2 separate regions of the Bos taurus genome follow, and region 1 is linked to region 2. The links are chromatin contacts, called in public Hi-C maps. All regions are on one chromosome and are shown on one strand. Each heading gives the region's core, a stretch centred on a gene start, on an enhancer-like site or on the middle of the called end of the contact. The rest is flanking DNA. Distances are from core to core; before and after follow the strand shown.

Evidence for each region. Hi-C and Micro-C count contacts between places; a contact is called where the count stands out from the background.
Region 1: a Hi-C map of blastocyst shows a contact between it and region 2, with 1.8 times the contacts expected there. The contact joins two enhancer-like sites. A contact is called at or near these places in 2 of 11 Hi-C or Micro-C datasets (blastocyst and liver).

What each region holds. Positions count from the first base shown.
Region 1 is chr11:67,977,631-67,984,142 of ARS-UCD2.0, reverse strand. All of the region lies in intron 2 of AAK1 (AP2 associated kinase 1), which reads left to right. Among named protein-coding and RNA genes, the nearest start is that of AAK1, 10 kb to the left of the region's middle. Within about 2 kb of position 4,577, at least 7 of the 102 cell types and tissues checked have an H3K27ac peak or open chromatin away from gene starts, as enhancers often do. A contact at or near this core is called in blastocyst, where this site is marked.
Region 2 is chr11:67,918,505-67,924,575 of ARS-UCD2.0, reverse strand. All of the region lies in intron 2 of AAK1 (AP2 associated kinase 1), which reads left to right. Among named protein-coding and RNA genes, the nearest start is that of AAK1, 70 kb to the left of the region's middle. Within about 2 kb of position 1,310, at least 6 of the 102 cell types and tissues checked have an H3K27ac peak or open chromatin away from gene starts, as enhancers often do. A contact at or near this core is called in blastocyst, where this site is marked.

The sequences.
Region 1 (6,512 bases), core at 3,328-5,827, 56 kb before region 2:
GTACACAAGAAAAGCTCAGTAAATACTAATAAAGTACACATGAAAACACACTCCTGCATCAGAGCAGTCATTTTAACTTGCCGTCTTTGAAAGTTGACACTTCAGAAAGGGGACTGACTGTGCACCTTCATCTTGTCCTCTTCAAAGGATGGATGCTTAAGAAATCTCTGTGACATCTGCATCTGCAGGAGCCAAACAGTGATAATCATAGGAATGGAATTGTCTATTGAAGTAGCATCCAGCACTTGAAGTAGCAAAGCGTGGCCTTGAGCCTCCTTTTCTGGAGCCATCTTCCGGTGTGTTCGGTGTGGTGGTGGGAGCCCTGCGGGGTGATTGGGAGACCTGGGTTTGTTGGTTCAGTAATCGTCCGTGAGCACCCACTCTGTGCTGGATATCATGCAGTGATTAAATAAGACACGGTTCTGCCTTGAGGAACTCACACTCACAGAACTTCAGACACACGAACGAATAGCTCTCAATGCTAAGATAAAGGGTGAACAGGGCCAGGGGGACAGACATGGGGGACCATTGATTTTTGGGTGAAAAGAAGTCAGGGAAAGCTAACGAAGGGTGATACTTGAAATGTGTCTTCAAAAATAAGAACTTATTGCTAGATGGACAGGGTCAACAGAACATTCTAGGCAGAAAGAGTAACACGGCCAAAGATACAAAAGCAGGAAAAATGCACTGCTCACTGCGAGCTGGGTGTTTTGAGGCAACGGTGGTCCACGACTGTGCGGTCCAGGACTAGTGGTTCCGGACTGTGTGGGCCAATGAAGTAGCCGCTAGCCGCATGTGGCTATTAAAATTTAAATGATCTGAAATAAAATACAAACTTAGTTCATCAGACCACTTTTCACTTGCTTAGTAGCTGCATGTGGCTACTGCCTACAGTTTTGAACAGCACAGATGCAGAAAATGTCGTCATCTCAAAGTTGTAGTGGGCAGTGTTGGTTTAGAAAAACAGTCTCATAAACTTTTTTAATAGAATAGCACTGTCGGTTTACAAACAGTCTGTCCCTTCATTTATGTCTGTCTGTTTATTTATGTCACGTCCTGCTATTGTTGGCTGGACCCTGAAGGCACAGTATATACTTAAAATGAGGTGCATCACTTATGATAGTGGATGCAGATCCATACTTGAAGTCACCTCAGTCAGGTATGGGTGAATCTTGTCATGTTTTATTAGACTGTGGTGGTTTCTGCATTGTCGTGTGACTAATGAAGAGGATGCCCGGAACATTGTCTTGTTGCTCATGTATGCTTGTGTTATCTTTTATCGAAGGTTTCTCTCAGGAATCTTTTTAATCCCCTTGTTTGTTTTATGAGGGCTAATCCATTTAAAACAAATGTAATCAGTAAAGGCACTTAACTAAGCATATGGATGGTGCATCTCAGCCTCTGCTGCGGAGCTTCCTTCTTCCCCCAGGATCCTGTCGTATTTCTCTGAGGTGTGTGACTGCCATTTGGACTCAATGGGAGTGCTAGAGATGGATTTTGTATTAACTATTAGTAAAGATGAGGTCTTGTCTTTTTTTTTTTAATCTTGTTTTTTAAGATGACAGTTACTATAAATATTCTCATGTTTTCTTTCTAAACCCAGTGGATTGTTGTACCTCTGAAGACCACTGGTCTAGAGCAGTGGAGCAAGGGTGATTACACACACCCCCCCCTCCCCACCCCGTCCCTGCAACAAGTAGCAATGTCTGGAGACATTTTTGATTGTCACATGTGTGGGTGCGTGTTCAGTCGCTTCAGTCATGTCTGACTCTTTGCAGCCCTATGAACTGTAGCCCGCCAGGCTCCTCGGTCCATGGGGATTCTCTAGGCAAGAATACTGGAGTGCGTTGCCATGCCCTCCTCCAGGGAATCTTCCCGACCTGGGGATCAAACCCGTATCTCCTGTGGCTCCTGCATTGCAGGTGGATTCTTTATGCTGAGCCACGGGGGAAGCCCCCTTTGATTGTCACAGGACGGGGTAATCCTGGCATCTAGTGAGTATGGGCCAGGGGTACTGCTAAACATCCCACCATGCACTTGATCCCCTACCCTCAACAGAGAATTATCCAACCCCAGAAGTCAGCAGTGTCAAGGTCTTCAGCATGATATGCTGGTCAGTGTCGGGAAAGAGAGGAGTCAGCACGGCTTAGAAGGGTCTAGTTTGCTGTGTGACTCAGGCATGTCACTTAATTTTTAAATTCATTTTCTCAGAATCAGCAAGCCAGCAATCTTTCTTAACTTACTATGGTTAAAAGTCTCTATGTAATTTTCTGTGTAAAACAACTACTTCCAGAATAAACCAACAAACACACCAGCAGAGGTAGAATGGCAGGTCTGTGTGGGTCCTGGCTGAGGAGATTCTAACAGTGCTGTCTACTGACTATTTGTGAATTATGAGCTCAAAAAAATTCTCCCCAAATTCCCATATCTGAGCAACCCCAAAATGGGGTTGAAGCACTTTCTGAATTGAATTACTCAAAACAAGGTTCAGTTGGGAAGGGATAATAAAGGTCAGAATGTTATGAGAGAAGATATCGATAATCCTTTGTACGAGGAAGAATTTTCATGAAGAGTCTAATACTTGCAGCTAATGATCTTGGGTTCAAGTTCCTCCACTTACACTACTTATCCATCTGGCTTTGAGGTAGTTGTTGAACCATCGTGAGCCTCTGCTTCCTGGTTTGTAGTAAATGTCCTTCTCTCTCTGTTGGGTTGCTGTGATCATGAAGTGAGAGGCTGTGGGTGTAACACAGAGTGCATGAGACACAGCTAGCCCTGCCAGCCAGGAGGAGCAAGGTTTACTAAGTGTATTTTCTCCCAGCTCTGTTAGAAATGCTGTGGCAGAGAAGTAATGGAAGCCTCAGATCCTGCCCTCCCAGTTGACGTGACCAACACATGGGAAACGAGTGCACCCCACAAGACAATAGCTACTGAAATGCTGGAGTGTGTGGTGTAGTCTCTAAATTTTGGGTGGCTGAGGGAAAGGGAGCAGTGAGGACTGAAGTGGTTAGACGAGGTTTTCTGGAGTGTCATTGTTCTTGAGTCTTTTCTCTGGGACTCCGTCTTTGAGGAACCTTGTTCTAGGGAACACATCTAGTTCTGCACCTTTGTACATTATATTCTTAGTAAAGTTGAAGTAAGTGTTGCAACATTTTTAGTCTCTTTTGAGGAACAAAGTTTTTTACATAGATAAATCATATGTTCCGTGTGTACACCCAAAGCAAAACTTTTTTATTCTATGTGATTTTGAATCACTCAGGAATAATGGATATTAGCACTTTGAGGCTATACTGCCTTCAAGATTTTGTGCCTACTTTCTCCCTCTGTTGCAGGAAGGGGGACCCCTTCCAGGACCTGAAAGAGGGCTCTTGTCTAACACTTGGAAATGAATTGTCCAATGAGACACACATGCTGACAAAGCAAGAGCCTCTATTGGAAAGGGATGCCTGGGTGGAGAGCAAGAGGGCAAGGGAACCAGGAGAACTGCTGTGTCATGTGGCTCTTAGTCTCGGGTCTGATGCCGATGGGGTTAGTTTCCGGGTTGTCTTTGGCCAATCTCTTTGACTCAGGGTCCTTCCTGGTGGCACACCCATTGCCCAGCCAAGATGGATGCCAGTGAAAAGGATTCTGGGAGGTGGTAGGACACATGGCCTCTCCTTTTGACCTTTCCTGAGCTCTTCCTGTTGGTTGTGGCTTACTAGTTCAGTGTTCCCTACCAGGACCTCCTGTCGTAAAATAATTCATGCAGATGGTTACTATGGTGCCTGGTTAAGGTGGGCGGTTTCAGTCAGTGTGTTTCCCCTAATACCTCCTTATTAGCTTTATGGCATTAGTCTATTATGTACTTTAAGCAGTCTCAGTTCTTCTGTTGAGTTATGAACAATTGTTAGGAAAGAGGAATCCTTCTGCCTGAGACTTGAGCCTTGACAGAGGGCGAGTCCCCAAGTTGGAACAAAGTTAAAAGAGTAAAAACTTGGAGTTTCATTTGAGATGCGCTGTGAGTGAATCAGCTTGATCTGGCCATTTTTCTCCTTGGGCTCTGAGTTAACTTTGGCAGCCAATGGAAGGCCATGCCAGTTGAAGCTGTGTCATTTATGATTTCTGAAGAGCCAAGAGATTGTTAGATGAAAGAGTTCATGGCATCCCTATATTATTGTAATAAAAGGCCAAGCATAGCATTGATGTTGGATTATCATTTGTAATTATAATGATCTTAAATAATGATGCCTTTCATCTGGGGCTTGAGTCCTGGAGAAAGCAGTATAATGCCATGTAATTGTTTGGCGCCTGTTTTTAAGGACGCTTATAGCTATTGTACTAGGACCTTTAGAGTGAGAGAAAGATTATTGTCCTTCTGGAACTGAGCATGAATTTGAGAACAAAATGGAGACTTTATTACCCTTCAGGGACAGGAAGAAAGAAGAGGGGCCTCCCAGCTTTACAGAGGTGGCACGTCTCCTGCTAGTATCCTTGACTCATTTACCCTGGTCAGTGAATCTTCTTGGTTCAGGAAGTGCTGATTATCTTACGGGTTTGTTAGACTTGTTTAATTTCCCCTGGGGGTAGCCTCCTAGCCCTGTTTCACAGACCTTTGTCCTCTACTGTTTTTTAGAATCCCTGGAATCTTGGTGGTCGGGGAGTGGACAGTGTTGGAAGAAATAATTCTTTCTGACCTTTCGGCTATGGAAAACCCTGTTTTTACCAGAAGGTGTAGCTCAGTAAAGATTGAGGAAAACCTGATGTTCAGTTCTGTCTTTGCTCCTTGACTGCCTAGATCAAGGGGAGCACCATGGTGTTCTCCTTAGAGGACTTTTCAGAGTTAGTTTAAAAGCATGGGTACTGGAGGTGGGCAGTCCTTGGCTTGAATCCTGGCCCCATCCCTGTGATGGTGGGGAATTTATTAAGATCCTGGCTTGTCATTTACAAAATGCAGATAACACCCTGGGTGGTTGTAAGAATGGATGAAATTCTGTAGAGCACCTAACATAGTGTCTAGCATGTAGTCAGTCTGCAAACAGTAACTCTTAGTATTTAGGTGCATGAATTTTGTTTTTATCAAGCAGTATTTGGTTTGCTGTGTAAAACCTGGTGGAGCTAGAGTCTTGGTGATAAATGAATAGATAATATTTATAGGTAGATATCTGTATCTTCTATATCTATATATCTAAATTTTTCACAGTATCTACAAAACCCCAGGATGAATGAGAGGAGAAATTCAGATTTTATTTTATTTTTTTCCCCACTTAAAAGCCATGTGTGTTCAGCTAACTCCCCCAGCCTGTCAGGTTGTTGTTAGTATCCTGGGTCTCTCTGCCAGAGGAATGCCTGCCCTCCAGGCGCACGTCCACCTTCACATCTTTGTGCTCTAACACAGGTCTCCTGTTTCATTCAGGCCTGTGCTCCCACTCATCTCCCATGAACCATGGATTTAGCTGTTTCCAATGCTCTACTGATGGTGTCCCCTGCATCTGAGATCCCCTTCCCAGCCCACCCACCTACCTTAATCCACGGATCCTTTGTCCTGCCTCACCTCAGTACTCACTGCAGCTGTCAGATGGACATTCCTTCCTTCTGTCCTCCAGTGCCTGTCAGTCTTGCTGGCTCTGTTGACTCTTTGGGCCTGTAATCTCACACTTTTATTTTGCTGTTTCTTCAGTTATATCTACTTTCTAGTGTAAGATAGATAGTTCTTAGGAGGCAGGATATAAACCTTAGATTTATTTTGTATGCAATTAAGAACTCTTAAATTTGAACAGTGCAAGGGTGGGTATTGGAGAATAATTCACTGGGCAGGCACTAGAACTAGATTTGAGAGGTATAGACCTCCTTTATCCCTCTTTTAATTAAAAAAATAGTTCTGTATTTGGAACCTCATTACAATCATAAGAAATCTTCTAGTTTTTCAGTGAAGTTGAAAAACAACAAAATACAAAGCAAAATAGGACATCTTCCAGAAAATCGTGTAAATCTCTCTTTGTTGATTGGATTCTATTATGGGTACCTAATACTGTCAGTCTCAAAAGTAGAGCTGTGAGGTATAAATATCTTAACTTTATAAAGGAACTCTAAAACTAAGGTTAGGTCAAGTATCAAAAACTCAGATATTACTGGAATTTATCTTTAAGCAAGGCATGCATTAATTTTCTAGCTTGTGTAGTTGTAGAAGTGAAATGAAGTGAAAGTCGCTCAGTTGTGTCCGACTCTTTGTGACTCCATGAACATACAGTCCATGAAATTCTCCAGGCCAGAATACTGAAGTGGGTAGCCATTCCGTTCTCCAGGGGAATCTTCCCAACCCAGGGATTGAACCCAGGTCTCCCGCATTGCAGGTGAATTCTTTATCAGCTGAGCCACAAGGGAAGCCCTGTGTAGTTGTTGGCCTGCAATAAATTAGACAGTGACTCTCAACGTGTGTGCAGGGTAGTGAGCATAGGGGCAAGGGGCAGATAGGGAGGGAATGTATAATTTGGAAATGCCCAGTCCAGCCAGGAAAGAAGGGAACCTCAGTGAGA
Region 2 (6,071 bases), core at 61-2,560:
TACTCCACGGTCTCAGTATAGAGTGGATCTGGTGGCCCTGCCCCCACTCCCACCTCTGTAGCTGCCTGTGCACATATGTGTCAGTGGTAGGCTTGTAGGTAAAGGCTGTTTGTGTGACTCACAGTGCTGTACTCCTTACCTTTATATAGGGATATGGAATATTCTTTGGGTTTTTTCTCCTTTAAAGCAGAGTTTCCCCCCTTTTTTCAGAATGAATATTCAGCAGATAAAAGGAAGCTGTATGTAGAGCCACTGCAGCATCTCCTGTAATCCTAAGTCTCCGAGGGACCCATTCATTTAAATACCACTAATTTGGTCTTAATTTCTGCAGTTGAGGAAATGGAGACCAAAGAGATCCAGTAACTTATCCAGTGTTGTCCTTTCTTTTATATCTCCTGGGTTAATACCACTTTAACTGGATTCGCTCTCTGATTATTATTTGTTAATTAATTTCTGGCTGCGCTGGATCTTCATGGCAGTGCGTGGGCTTTCTCTAGTTTTGGGGTAAGGCGCTACTCTTCAGGGGCGGAGGGTGGACTTCTCATTTCGGTAGCTTCCCTTGTTGTGGGGCACGGGCTCTAGGCACGTGGTCTTCAGTAGTTGTGGCGTGGGCTCAGCTCTTTGGAGGCATATGGAATCCTCCTAGACCAGAGATTGAACCTGACTCCCCTGCACTGGCAGGCGGATTCTTATCTACTGTGCCACCAGGGAAGTCCTCTCTCTGTCTGATTCTTCAGTGAAGCTTCAGAAAGCTGTTTTATTTTATGCTAGCTTTCTGTTAGTTCCAAGAGAAACTGCATTAAGTAAATAGCAGTCATTGGGTTAAACCTTATTTTGAAAGAGAAACACAGAACGTGTAGGGTGGAGAAGTGGAGGACGTGAGCAGAGTGTGGGTCTGGGTGAAGTTTCCCTCATTGTAGTTTCCTCTGGCTCTGGTTTCTGTTTCCTTTCCTCTCACACAAGTGGAAGCCATTCCTCAAGGTGTGGATGGGACCCATGATAGGAAATGAAGTTTCCTTTTACCTTCAGGAAATAAGCAAGCCGCAGATGTTGGTAACCCAGACTCCAGGCTCGATTGCTAAATACCCACCAAAAACCTCTTTGGCAGCAAATCCAGAAACCCTGCCTCAGCACCATGATGGGCTTCTTTGTTTCACGGTCTAATCATTCTCATTGTCTGCCCAGCTGTTCCCTATCTCTGTGCATATCACTGCTCAGATCATCAGTTTGGTGCTTTCCTTCTCTTCTCACTCACCTTCCCTCCCCATCCCTCACTCCTCCTTGCTAAGTGGAGTCACTGTTGTGTTAATTCATTCAGAAGAGCCCCCAGGGCCTGGTACCACCTAGCATGATTGCTTATTTTAGATAAAGCCAGGAGCTGTACTACAGTTACTTCAAAAGCCCCATTGCCAGTGTTGAATAGCATGATCAGGCTCCTTGAGAAGGTTCTGTTTAAAAGATTTCAGTCCAGATAATGATGTTGATGACCATGATCTCCTGTTGATGTTAAAGTTGAACAAGATTTTAGCAATTATATAATCCCCTCTCTTTGTATTACAAAGGGCTTCCCTGGTGGCTCAGATGATAAAGAATCTGCCTGCAGTGCCGAAGACCTGGGTTCAATCTCTGGATTGGGAAGATCCCCTGGAGAAGGGAATGGCAACCCACTCCAGTATTCCTGCCTGAGGAATCCCATGGACAGAGGAGCCCGGCAGGCTAGAGTCCAGGGGGTCACAAATAGTTGGACATGACTGGGCGACTACACTTTCACTTTTTCTTTCATGTATTACAAATTCTCACTTTCCTTTTTTCCCTCAGAGATAGATAGCCATTTCTGTCATCTTTGCCTGAGAGGTAGAAGTCCAAGTTATCTCAGTAATTTCATTGGTGACTCGTTGATACTGTGCTCATTAAAGCCTTTTATCAGGACAGTGGTAGGAAGCAGGTAATCCTGAAGTTGAAAGATAAGCGATCTATTGGGAAATGCAAATTAAAATCACAATTAAATATCACTACACACTCAACAGAATGGCTAAAATAGGAAGACCAATAAAACCAAGTGTTGGTATTAGAACAGGGTCCATATTTCTCTCTGCGTGTGTGCTCAGTTGCTCAGTCCTGTCCAGCTCTTAGAGACCCCATGGACTGTAGCCCACCAGGCTCCTCTGTCCATGGGATTTTTCAGGCAAGAATACTGGAGTGGGTTGCCGTTTCCTTCTCCAGGGGATATTCCCCACCCAGCGATCTAACCCGAGTCTCTCATCTCTTGCATTGTGACAGGGCAATAATTAACTTGAGTTGTATAGAAGCTGCTCCTTTACATGGACCATATACTTTGGTTTTCCACAATCTCCACCACTCTCTGTAGTCTTTTCTAATCTCTCCTCATTAAGAGGAAAGCTAATTCATTTTTGAGGACTCACTATGTGTCAGGCACTGTTCTTGGGCATGAAGATACAGAGGGGAACCAAACACAAAACCTCTAATTCATATAGTGAGTGGAAAGTACCCATCTGCATCATCAGAAATTAGAGGGAGAAAGTGAGGCCAAGAGTACTGTGTATTTTAGGGAAAGTGGGAGAAAGCATGTTTCTTTGTGGAAATAAAAATATTTTTGGATTTAAAATGAATTGGTAAAAGTGAGTCTGTCAAAATTATCCTGTCCTGCCTCTTTCCCTTACCTCACATAATGGGTCAGATCCTTTTTCCTGTTACAATTCAATACATCCATGAATTTTCCTAAGAAATGGATTTCAGCAAAATCCTGAACATTATCTTAGTGTTTTAAAAAATGCCAGTAGGCAGAGCGATTGGCACAGGCTCCAGTGGGCAGACTGGCACAGGCTCTGCTGAATGTTAGCTTTTCTTCCCTCTGTGCAAACTCTCCCCAGCTCAGCTTTAGATTTTTCCATTTAATCAAGATGTAGGGATGCAACTCAGTCTTAGGTAAGCACCTCTCTTGAAGCCTGATAGCTGCCTTCTGTAATCCCCATACCCTCTTCAGCTGTGGCCGAGCCTCTTCTCACCCTGATACGCGTGGCAGATGTGGGCCTGTGGTGAAGAAGATTCGTGCTGTTTGCGCTCTACCTGAAATTTACACTCCTCTTAGTCAGCCATGTGGTGAAAGTGACTAACATCTTTAAACTGACAAATCCTATCAGGCTTCGATTTTTTCTTTTTCAAGATTTTTTTTTTTAATGTGGATCATTTTTTTAAGTCTTTATTGTCCTTGTTACAATATTATTTCTGTTTTAGTTTTTAAGCCGTGATTTAAATGCTTCTTACCTGCAAGTGCCCCTGTGGCGCTAGTGGTAAAGAACCCACCTGCCAATGCAGGAGACATAAAAGATGCAGGTTTGATCCCTGGGTTGGCAAGATTCCCTGGAGGAGGTCATGGCAACCCACTCCAGTGGTCTTACCTGGGAAATCCCATGGACAGAGGAACCTGGCGGGCTACAGTTCTTAGGGTCTTCAAGGGTCAGACACGACTGAAGCGACTTAGCATGCAGCACGTGCCTGCAAATAAGCCCCTTAATAGGCATAGATGCCTAAAACGTGGTTCTGTTTGTGGGAAGCATAGCGGCTCATTTCTTTGTCTGTAGATTAATGTTGGTCACAGATTTTGAGAGTCTGGGCTGGCATTTCTCAACCAGTTACGCTTGACTGGATCCTGCCATAGGCCTTGGAACTGATTCTCTAGTCCTGTCTGGAAATGTCATCTTGCTACCTGGTGAAGAAAGCTGCACTGCTCCCACCTGGTGGCAGTTATCTCGAATTGCTACATCACCAGCCTGCTCCTCCAGGCTCACCTTGCCCTTTGGTGGTGCCACATGTCAGAACCGTAGGAACTGGTCATTCCCAGCTTCCGTTCTGCAGCGCTGTCACGTGTCTCCTTGTGATCTAAATGAGTATTGCAGTTTTCACTAAGTGGAAAGAACACTTTTTAGATAATTAGGACAATAACACTGGTCCAGGTTCTGCCCACAACTAGCCATTGGGTCCTAAAAATGTGGTTCCTCCCCCATAAAGCAAAATGCTAGGACTTAACACTCTGTAGCAGCACTGCTCGAAGAAGGAAATGGCAACCCACTCCAGTATTCTTGCTGGGAAAATCCCATGGACAGAGAAGCCTGGCGGGCTTCCATGGGGTTGCAGAGAGTCAGACATGAATGAGCAACTGAGCACAGCACAGAAGCATGGCTGGTGCAAAGTCTGCAGTTCTGTGATTTAAAGAGAAATTCAAAATCTGTAAAAGAAATACCTACCTGTATTGTTCACACAACAATTATGATTATGCTTGGAAATTGTATAATTTATCATTTATATTAATACTATTATTTTCTCCAAGTTTAATTGCTTATAAGAGACATCATGAATTTAATGGCTTTTGAGGGGGAAAGGGAAGACAAATAGTACTGCATTAAATGTACATATTTATTAGAAGAAAATTCTGATACTAAAAATTAAAATGTAAAAATATGCATCTTAGAATTGCGTTCTTTTGCATGTGTGTTAGACTTCTATCTATTGTCGATGCATGCTAGGGTTTTAAAAATCTTTTATGGTAAGTACTCAAAATTGTAGAATTAAATCGACAGTTGAGCAGTGTGAGTGGACTTTATTATAAGAAAATGAAAAATGTTATTGAGGTACAAAAATTAGAGAGATGACAGCTGAAATGAAAGACTGGATGGTAAATTGTAGTGTTTATCTGAGTACTGAAGAGCACCATGACAGGAAATACACAAACTTGCAGTCTCTGCTAAATCATTATCAAAACGCACATTTGGAACATTTGAGTCTGTTCAAAATTTTTTTAACACAGAATTATGTGTGTGCTTTATGAAAAAATGCAACAATGCTGCATGATTAAGGTTCTCTTTGGTTGCATGGAACAGAATCCTACTCAAGTTAATTTGAAAAAGAACAGTTATTATAAAGATACAACAGGAAATACTGAGAACATCGACAGACAGCTGCTGGAGGGCTGCTGGGTCTTCAAGGATTTCGAGTGGAATGGTTGGGACCCGGGTCTTATATCACAGGCCTGAGGTCTCTATAATCACTACTAATGGCCCTGTCTCACCCCAGGACTATGCCATAACCCCAGCTCAAGTTCCTGTACTGCTGACTTCTCTCTGTGTTCAGCTCCATCCAATTAGTCATCACCTCCATGCAAAGAGGGCTTCCCTAGTAGCTCAGCAAAGAACAGCCTAGCAGTTTTTTTCAGTACCCAGGGTCAATGTGCAGGGTAGTACAAGCTAAGTTAATGCAGGTGTGTGAGCAGGCAGATAGACTAAGTCTGATGTAACTGCTGCTTATCCCAAAGCTTCACCTTTGATAGCTTTGCTGCACCTTATCTACCCAAACTCTTTTTAACAGTGGCACTGAAGGCCTCTGACAGTGTTTGAAGAGTGAGGTCAAGGTTAGGGGTTCTAAGAATTTGTGGAACACCAAAGTATAACCAGTTTAGAGCATTGAAGGATTCCTGTTCGAGTTATAGTAATCTCTTTTAATGAATTATGAACTGTGTTTTAGAGAAAGGTTAGAGCAGACATTAAAAAAATCTGCCCAGTAATCATCGTGCTTCCCTGGTGGCTGCTGCGTAGAGTAGCTCTTTCCTAACTGTGTCTGTGTCTTCTCAACAGCCCATGAAGTAGGGAGGGCAGAAGTAATCCTCCAAGTGTATTGTTGATTAGTCAGGGGATGAGGTGAGGAGGGATGAGAAGAAAGGAAGGGAAGGAGATTCTCGAAATTGATTGCCAACTATCTTAAAACGGTTTTTGAAATAATTTCCAAGCCTCTCTGTTTAAGTATTGGACTTAGGTGTTTTTTTTTTTTTTCTTTTAAAGAAGTCCTCGGTTGAATCTAATCTCTTTAAGCCTCTGTTTTCTTCAGAGAGTAATTGTCTTACAGGGAAGAATATCACCTGGCTTCATAGGATTGTGGTATGAATTAACAAGAGCTCAGAGAGCCCAGGAGAGTGATTCCCTGGTGGCTCAGACGGTAACGTGTCTGCCCGCAATGTGGGATACCCAGGTTCGATCCCTGGGTTGGGAAGATCCCTTGGA